2 separate regions of the Drosophila melanogaster genome follow, and region 2 is linked to region 1. The links are chromatin contacts, called in public Hi-C maps. All regions are on one chromosome and are shown on one strand. The core of a region is the stretch at or near the end of the contact, and the rest is flanking DNA. Distances in the headings are between cores, read along the strand shown. Region 1 overlaps CG6051. Region 2 overlaps larp (La related protein).

Region 1 (4,901 bases), core at 2,308-4,807:
GTCCAATTGAAATTGTTGCGAAGTAACAGCTGTCAAAAGTACAAATCGTGCGAATATATATTCAATGTCAAGTGCGTGTTTTTCATTATCCCTTCCACTGAGTCCTTCCTGCGTCAGCAAACGCGGCCAGGTCCTTTGGTCCTTCGAGTACGAAAAGCTTCAGGGACAAAAATTCGTTCGCATAGATACAAAGGCAGGCTGTCTCGCCAGTGTCCTTGTCGTTGGCTGCCCTCAAGGATTCAGATACAGATGCGGATACAGATACTGATGGTGGGCTAAGGGGTGGCAAGCAGCCTGTTGCGCGTGTCATGGTCACCACTACACGGACATCTGTGACGTCAGGCAGATGTCCTTATGGTCAGATGGCTGAAATGGCACGCTTGCCTGCATCATTTTCCGGATAATTTATTTCTTTGACTGTGCGTAACACAAGTATTAGTTACGAATAATTACTTAGCTTGCATTTTAAAATCAGTTTATTGCTCAGTGAGATTTTTCAGCACTTCAGAGTTCGCTAGTCATAAAATCTACGCTTTTTTGTTAAGTATATAATTTGGGGTTGCTGTTTTTGTTTATAAAACCGTTTTTGCCACAATGTCTTAAGGCTTGCAATTAGAAAGTTATATCTATAATATCTCATTACTCATAACTGAAGGCTTTGACCGTAATTCTCAGTCGTCGACTTGACTACTTCCTTTTAATGATTTGCATTTCGAGTTCGCTTGGGCGTCATTTGTTTTACTCTTCAACTGGAACTGAAAGTGCTTCACACCCACATCAAGTCGAGCAGCAAATTTGGTTTCACCTCCATTTGCGATACGGCTCCATATCTTCTGAATGTTTTTCTGTTATCGTCCGTAAACAGCAACTTGCTGCTGGGTTGGTTGATGTAAGGGATGGGATCGTGGAAAGGGGGTAGCGGTTACTCACCTTTAATTAGCTGATTGAACACACAAACTAGTTGAAACAACAATTGAAATGCTCGACAAAGGCAGCTTCCAGACGGGCGATATACAAATAACTCGCTGGATAAACACGCACATTTGTGTTTAGATATTAACAAATTCGGATATGAAACCAAAAGGTGTGGTCTGTATTAGAGGTAAACAGTGTCAAAGAACTTTTGCCTTATCGCCTGCGAATCAATTCCTCAAATGTTTGCCCACTTTCTGCCCGAATTTAATGTGCAAACAAATATTTTATCACGACTTTTTGCTGGCCAAAAAATTTGCCAAATTCAAGATTCGCAATGAATAAGTCACGATGGCCCAATGGGAAATCCTTGGAGTCGTACCTCCTCCTCCAACTTCTGGTCGTTCCGCTTGGCTCGAAACGAGCTTGAAAGTTTTAATTACCATTTAACATTTGCCTTTTTGTCAGCCGCTGTTTTGTGTTGCCGGGGTTTTTAACTCTTTAATTACATTTGGGATTTGGCTAAATGCTTTCATGTATTTATGAGGCATGTAAATGGCTTTTGATAATAATTCATTATTAACTTCAAGGCTCCAGTGAGTAAAAGTATAATGAGTCTTCATACTTATCGAGAGCTTTAAGTTGCTTTAAATTCTTCAGCATTAAAATTACGGAATTATGTGTAGTTCCCCGGCTACTATCAGTAGTATTTACTTATCAAATATATTATGTACCTTCCTTATACTCTCTATATGACACATTCTCATACACCGAACTCCCTTCCTTGCTTCCCTGCTTCCAACCAGTTTGTGTCCAAATTGCGACGCTAATTAATGGCTACAACGACTGGCACTTACAAAAAGTGGCTGGCGTCGACAACGTTTTGGCCAGCGTCGTCATGACGGCCAACAGAATATGGAAATGGAAGCGGGGGAATTCCGGAGGTTGGTGGGGTGCTGTGGCGATGAGGGGGCTTCTTGGGCAGTCATTGAACCATTTACGCATGGCCTTGCTCAATTTATATAATTTATAATTCTCAATTAGATTGCTTATTCTTTTTTTCTGCCACGACTTGGCCATTCTCGCAACCAAACACACGCCAAATCGAACCTCAAACATTTTTCGAGCTTTGCCCATTTGATTGTTGTGTAAACAAATGGCAAAAAACAAAAAATAAAAAAGGAAAACCAAACTTTACCCTTGGGCCTATGACGAAATGTAAAAAACGAATACAATATTCTGCAACGATTCATCGAATCGCGTGGGGTGATTCATTCATAACCACTCACTTGCAGTGGCTCATATGGAATCATTGTTACTTTTTCATACTTCGTGTCGTAACTACACAATTAAAAATAAACGATTTACTTAAAATGAAAACTTAAGAAAGGAAATAGCTTTTCAACTGATTTAGCACTAAACAAATGCGTGAGTGATTTGTTTCAAAAGGCGTTCACGAATTTTAGGTGAATTACGAATGCTTTTCGAGTTTTTCTCGGTGTGCAAATCCAACTGCTATGGTAATTAGTCTTTGTTGTGGCACAAATTTCCCTTGAACAACTCGCCAGCTGTAACCAGTACACATATTCGTATTCGTATTTATTCGCATTCGTATTCGTTATTTCGAATGTGAGTTAAAGTCTTGTGAATGCCCGCCCGCCAACACCTCGAACCTCTAGCTCATTGACAAGCGACTACCTTTAACTGGCAAACTCGCAGCCAGGCAGCGATAAAAAAAAAAAAAAACAGAAAAAAACAAACCTGCCGAACTGCGCAGTTTTGGGCTTTTGGGGCGGAGAGTCAACGTGTTTACCTTTATAATAAACACATTTCGTTTCGTGCATTCGTTTCCTTTCCACCACGGCCAGCTGCTCTTGCTGCTTTCAATATTTAAGCGGAGCACATATGCGAAAACACTGGACGAGTGTAGCAGTCGAGCAACTCACACAAAGGCCGGTGAAAACAAGTTCAACCAACCGCCGATAACTTGCTCTATCGTCAGTCTCTCTCGCTCTGCTCCCCTCCCTACGGCACCTTTGCATACCCCGTACTCTCCAGCTGGGTACATCTCGTGCGATTTGTTTTGGGGTTGGCAGCCCCGCTTAAGTAGAGCCACGTGATTTAATGGATCATTGAGATTTCAGACACGGCGCGGCTAAGCCCACTTGTTGCATGTTGGATGGGAAGAAAGAAGCGCTCATCCAAGATTGCATCATCCCAGTGGGCAGGCTGTGCCCCTGTTGCTCTGCCCCTCACATGAAGCACATAATTGTTATTCGTGGCATCGGCTTACAGCACCGGTTGCAAAATCGATGGCTCTGATCTTACAGCGGCCATCAAACTAAAAGTATCACAACTTGGTTTTTACATCCGCTCCTAACTACCAATAAAATTACTAAAATAAGTTAAATTCCTTTAGTAAGCCAACTCTGCGTATGAGTGATTTTTCATGCAAATATTAAAAGAACATTTTCGCAATGCAAAGTGTGATTTATTATTTTGAGCCGCATTGTTAGAGCCCAATATTAGCATACGTGATTTGTGGATCTGTTGTGAAATCAACGAAAATTAGCGGTGCTAATTAAGCCGGTCGTATGTATAGCTGGATGATAGCGTCTACGTGTTGTTTAGTGGCTTATTGAGTCATCCTTATCGCCATTCGGCCATCGTGTGTCGTGTACCACCTCCAACCCAACCCCACTCCTCCAATCATTGCCCATTGCAATTGTCACACGATCCCTCAAGTTCAGCGATTGCCCATTATAATTTGTTGCACTTGGAGAGCGATAAGCTGGCATTGATTTCAGTTGGGGCAAAAAGCGGGAAAGCGGGGCACTGCTTATCTACGACCAATTACTCATCCAAATTGCATCTCCATTTTATTTTAACAGGCTGATGACAAATCGCTGCTGGCCCGCTTCTTCCATGCGGATCGTTCCCTCACAGCGGTGGCCAGCGAGTTGGACAGCTTCGATGGACGCGCGGAGCCGGATCGATGCACCAGACTGGTCAGCAGACTGCGGCAGAATCAGGTGAGTTTCTGGAAGACTGGAATAGTAACTGGACCAAAAATAATTGCATTTCTGTTCGCAGGACAAAGTGCTGGCCATCACGAACTTGATAATGGAGGAACTACTCGGCGAAGATCGTGATCCTCGTGCCTTTCGCGCCAAGTTCCCCGAGGAGGTGCTTCAAGAGAACTTGGCCGGGCAACTGTGGTTCGGCGCTGAGTGCCTGGCGGCGGGCTCCTCGATTATGAACCGAGAGACGGAGAGCAAGGAGATGCGTCCACTGGCCCAAGCGGTGACCAAGAGTTTGGGCAATGTGCGCGTCCTATTGAGGGATCAGTGTTTGAAGAACAATGTGCCGAACAGCAAGACACTGCATCTGGACTTGAACGATTCCACCACAGAGCAGCTATACGAGAGTCTGAAGATCTTCGACCGGCTGTTCGCCGAGTTCGAGTTGAGCTATGTGAGCGCCATGGTGCAGGTGAAGTCTCGCCATGAGTACGAGATGCAGCAGTGGATAGGAGTGCTCTTCTCGGAGACGCTGCAGCGAGCTCTGAAGATTGGCCTGCTCGACCAGGAGATGGTTGATGCCTTTGATCCCGGCCTGATGTTCTCCATTCCACGGCTGGCCATTGTTGCTGGCTTGGTGGTCTATGCCAAGGGGCCGCTCAACATGGACATGCCGGGTGATCAGCTGTCGGAGATGTTCCGTCCCTTCCGCACAATCCTCATCAAGATCCGCGATCTCCTGCGCAATCTCAACAACCAGGAATTGTATCAGCTGGAGAAGCTTCTATGCACCAACGAGGACATCAACACTAAGGTGAGTAACCCTTGGCTTAAAATCAAAAGGTACAATCTGAAGTGTAATGAATCCTCTTTATGTATTCCAGGTGCCACTTGGCTCGAGCAGCATTGAAGCGCCCAGTCCGGAGCACAGTTCCCATCCTACGACGAGCAGTAGCCAAAACAATAACA
Region 2 (5,193 bases), core at 398-2,897, 1.2 Mb before region 1:
ATTAAATCTGGCAATGCTGCTTACTCCAAAACCCACTCCAAATCCTCATCCAAAACAGCTGCTCCGCCATCCGCTCAGTGCCATGCCGAAAAGGAAGAACTAGACTTCCAGTTTGACGAGGAGCTAATGGACCCCCTACCCCCTGGAACCGGACGCATCAACAACTTCACCGAAAACTTCTCCGACGACGACGAATCCGACTACGAGTTTGCCGATCGTGACATTAACAAGCTACTGATTGTGGCCCAAGTGGGCCGCGCACCTAAGCACGAGGGCTACGACCGCACCGCCGACTTTACGTCGCGTACGAAAATCACCCAGGATCTGGAGAACATCATCAACGATGGACTGGTTAACTACGAAGAGGATCTGTGGACCACCACCAATGTGGTTGCCGATTACAAGACTGTCAATGTGATTTCCCAGGCAGACTTCGAAAAACTGGCTGGTGGTCGAAACAAATCGGTGTTGCCGCCGCAGGTGGTGCCACCACCGCCACCATTTGAGGAAGATCTGGATGAAACCCTGGTGGGTGACACCACTCTCAACTCCACGCTGAACAACACTCTCAAGTCCCGACGTGCCCGCTTCTATGCTGCTCCCAACTCGCACTCGATTGATCCCCGAACGCCAAGAAAGAGGAAACTCCGTCACACCGCCAATCCTCCAGTGGAGGCCCACGTCGGTTGGCTGCTTGACACTGTGGAGCATCGTCCTCGCACCACCTCGATGGGTTCCTCGGCGGGCACATCGCCTACCGCCTCGTCGTACGGATCGTTCGGATCGTCGGTGCCACAGTCGCTGCCCGTATTCCAGCATCCATCACATGCTCTTCTCAAGGAGAACAACTTCACCCAACAGGCCTACCACAAGTACCATTCGCGCTGCCTCAAGGAGCGCCGGCGCTTGGGCTACGGTCAGTCGCAGGAGATGAACACCCTGTACCGCTTCTGGTCGTTCTTCCTGCGCGAGAACTTCAACAAGAGCATGTACAACGAGTTCCGATCGTTGGCGCTGGAGGATGCCGGCAATGGTTTCCGCTACGGTCTTGAATGCCTCTTCCGGTTCTTCTCGTACGGCTTGGAGAAGAAGTTCAGACCGAATATCTATCAGGATTTCCAGGACGAGACGATTGCCGATTATGAAACAGGTAAGAATTTGTTGTGCAAATATAAAAATTATTATAACTTCTTACAACATTCATTATTAAACATTCATTACTAATATTAAACATTTTCTTCAGGTCAACTGTACGGCCTCGAGAAGTTCTGGGCCTTCCTGAAATACTACAAGAATGGTGAGAAGTTGGAGGTGCAGCCCAAGCTGGCCGAGTACCTGAAGAGCTTCAAGAACATTGAGGACTTCCGCGTGGTGGAGCCGGAGATCAACGAGATGCTGCAAGGAGTGGGCAGCCTGAATCCAGGCCGCCAGCTCAATCGCCACCGCAGTGTGTCGGAGAGCGATGGCACAGCTGTAATTGCGGCCGGCGGTCGTCGCCTCAACACGACCATCACCAACCGCAGCGACTACGTGGGCAGGTTGCTGCAGCAACAGCACCAACAACAGCAGCAGCAGCAGCATCACCAGTATCAGCAGGGATACGGCGGCTACAATCAGCAGCAAAACCGCAGGCGCACAGGCTCCTTCGGCAGCACCACAGTGCGCATTCGCAGCGGCTCCCTGGGCAACAAGCCGCAGGTGGCCAATCGCAATCAGGGATCGCAGCACGAGTTGCGACGCGGCGGCAGCAATTCTGGCCTGGCGCCACACAAGCGACAGCAGCAACAGAAGCCGAAGCCAGGAGCAGGATCACAGACAGGCTCAACACGTGCCACCACATCAGCGGCAGCTACAGCAACAACAGCCGCATCAGCAGCAACATCAACAGCAGCGACGCCAGCGGTAACGGTATCTTCGGGGTCATCGTCGTCGAAGAAGTAGTTACACGATAATGCAGAGACACTTTTTGGATTAGGCTTAAGTTAATATCTACCGCTTAGTTTTCAGGGGGCACTCGCATTTGATGGCTCCACACTCTTTTGTTTATTCATTCTTATTATTCTTTTGTAGTATTCGAGTCAAACGTAAAGTGGGAAGAGTTGTTAGCGTTTAGCATAATTAAGTGAAATTTTTGAAATTTGTTTATTGCAATTTGCCTAGCGCTCGTTGGTTTAGTAGTTACGATTCCAAATGTTTGTTTCTCGCATACCCTCGACAAAAAACTAAAACAATGGTTGCTTACAAAATGCTCAATGCTCACACAAAACACACACACACACATACCAATTACACACAGCGGGGTCTGTCTGCTTTGTACCAGTGCCAACCAGCCATGATCTTGGAAAATAACGAAACGATTGCCCTTATTTTTTTTTTTTGTTCTGTTAATTATTCTCCTTATTTTTTATGCGATGCAAAAATCAAGGCAAAGATTTTCCTACTTAGAGCAGCGTTAATAGTTGACGTAATGCCATGAACTGTTGTACTATACGATTAAAGTTAAAGCTAATAACCATAACAATAACGATAACGATATAACCTATGCAAATATTACCTAACGAAAACTGAAAACCAATCAATCGAAATTGATACGCAAGCAACAACAAAAACCAAATGATCTTAATGCAAATAAATTTTGTAAATTACGAAAGAACATATATATATATATATATATATATATAAACATATATAACTTTATATGCAAAGGTACACTGAAGCCATGAAAACGCGTACATAAGAATATGATTACTAACTATAATTATGATTATTTTTTGTGTGTGTGACCTTAGCGCAAATGTAAAATGTATTTGTTTAAGAGGCAGCGAGATCTTGTAATCCTTAAACCCAATTGAGGCAAGCGGGACTCAAGTGCCAGCGAATTTTAGTTATTTAAGCATTTACCACAAGCCAGTCCAGCGCAATCGCAATCGCCAGCGGAGTAGGAATAGGAATCCGACTTGGACTCGGGTCCACCATTATCACACTGCACTCTCCCCAGTCTATATCAATCCAATCTATCGAATTGGTTAAACCCGAAAACCTCAGTACCCCGCCAAGCATTTAGAAGCATGTCAAAACCATTTATTTTTTACCTTTAGTTTTGCACTTGTTAACTTTTAATTCGAGAAAGCTACGACTACAGAAAAACTTAGAAAAAAACAAAAAAAAAATTTAAAATCACACAAAAATTGTCAAGTCCAAAAAAAAGTTTAAAACTTTAAAAAAACGAAAAGGCAAATCATGCAAACGAAAAAAAAACCATTCAGAAATAATGAAGTTTGTTTCGCATAGTGAATAGACCTAAACTTAAACATACGTGAGAAATCAAATCTAAGCTTAATACGGATAACAACTATATATATCTGCATATATCCAAACACATATAGAGAGACTTTAGAGCGTGACTGCTTTTGAAAATACCATAACTAAATAAGAGGCAAACGGTGAAGTTGCAGAAGTTTGCAAAACTCTCTCAAGGTCCTTTAGCTCCTCGATTTTGCTCGCTCATCTAGCCTAAGCAAGCATACACACAACACACACTACAAACCACACAAATTCGAAGAGTGCAAAGAACGTTTCATTAAATATTATTTTGTTATCATTAGATATCTGTAAATATATTTCCCAGCTTCTTTTTAAAATGTCGCCTTATCAATTGATACAATTTTATCCACACATAAAAACAATCACATCCGCATTGGCCAGACGCTTCTCTATCTGTATGAGCTTAACGATCCGATCTATCAATATTATAGATATTACAAAATGAGAGAGATGTCCGACGAGACAATTCAATCGGCTGTTGTGTAATTATACATATGTAGTTCTGCCACAACTATTTTGTTTTTCACATGAAGTGTTGACTTTAGTTTATGATAACACACAACCAACCACACTTGGATCACTGACTTTTATGTGCACTTTAAGTTTGCAACTTTTATATGAATAATTTAAACTTAACTCTACGAATATGATACGATACACACAGACCTACGAAATGAACATAATGGAAACTCTATTAAAAGTAATTTTGTAAGCTACTTAAATATGAAAAATGCGAGAGGAAAAGTAAGCAAAACGAAAGAAATGATTAATGTGAAAAACGTGATAGTTTAAACCATAAAGAGTAATATTTACTACTATTATTATATTAATAATTAATTATACGATGCATATATACATATATATATATAAATATATATGGATATGTATGTGTAAAACGGAAACCACAAAAATTTCTAAACTAACGTGAACAAAAAAAGTAAAAAATTTTTTTAAAATTTCCAACACAAAAAAATGTTAAAAACAATGAGTAGAAAAACTAAAACAAAAAAATGAATAAAAAAAAACTTGAAAAAACCAATGCAAATTCGTTTGCTTATGGGTTGGGATGGGCATGACTTACTCTAGCAATTCCCGGTCTATTTGGTTGGTAAACTTTCTAATTTTAGGGAGAACTGCCTTTTACATCAATTGACAATAAAAAAATAAGGACTCACAGCGCGCCCAGTCGATTGACCCCTGGAGTAATTAACCCCTTCGAGTGTGTGTGCCATATTTCACCCGGCGACAAAATGCAGGGGCTTCCACTACGAACATCATCCCGTGCAGCAGCTGGGATCTCCATCCCCGACACATGTTGTTGGCTTTGGAGAGCATTGGGTGTCACAGATTAACGCCTTACTTGAATTATGGCCTGGCCCCCGGCTCCACAGCAAACTACTCCACCAAATCCGTTCGAGCGCGGGGAAAAATCATGTATAAAACATAAGCGCCACACACACAAAGGCATTTACACTGAAGTTTACTTTAAAATGTAATTTGCAATGGGTAGAGTCTTACAATGATTTAGTTTTTTTTTTTAACTATATAGCCTTGCTTATTGCTATAACTTAGCAAAATCATTTATTTTATTATTTCTTTTTGTATTATTTTATGTGCTGCAAAATTTTTCCAAGTGCTGCTTGTGCGGCCTTATGTCGACAAAAGGACAAGACGCAAAGGCACGCAAGGACCTGAATCGGAGGACGAAGGACCTAGGACCTGGCACCTAGCGCATAACAGGCGATAGCCTGGCAAGGCGTTTAAAAATTGAAAACCAATTTTGTAGCGATTTAAAACAGACGATTGGAGGGGGCGGAAATGGAGGTCTTTGGGAGCCACGAAATGAGTGGCGGTGCGGGCCGGCAGATG

The links. A called contact is a pair of places that touch in the nucleus more often than the background predicts.
Region 2: a Hi-C map of the Kc167 cell line shows a contact between it and region 1, with 6 times the contacts expected there. The contact joins two enhancer-like sites.

The regions. Positions count from the first base shown.
Region 1 is chr3R:27,127,682-27,132,582 of dm6, reverse strand. CG6051 reads left to right here. Exons shown (of 5, transcript NM_001300627.1): 2 at 3,804-3,944; 3 at 4,006-4,746; 4 at 4,817-4,901. Among named protein-coding and RNA genes, the nearest start is that of CG6059, 5.4 kb to the right of the region's middle. Within about 2 kb of position 3,557, at least 33 of the 39 cell types and tissues checked have an H3K27ac peak or open chromatin away from gene starts, as enhancers often do. A contact at or near this core is called in the Kc167 cell line, where this site is marked.
Region 2 is chr3R:28,317,330-28,322,522 of dm6, reverse strand. It overlaps larp (La related protein), which reads left to right. Exons shown (of 7, transcript NM_170365.4): 6 at 1-1,150; 7 at 1,244-4,361. The coding sequence ends at 1,941. Among named protein-coding and RNA genes, the nearest start is that of CG12516, 15 kb to the right of the region's middle. Within about 2 kb of position 1,647, at least 8 of the 39 cell types and tissues checked have an H3K27ac peak or open chromatin away from gene starts, as enhancers often do. A contact at or near this core is called in the Kc167 cell line, where this site is marked.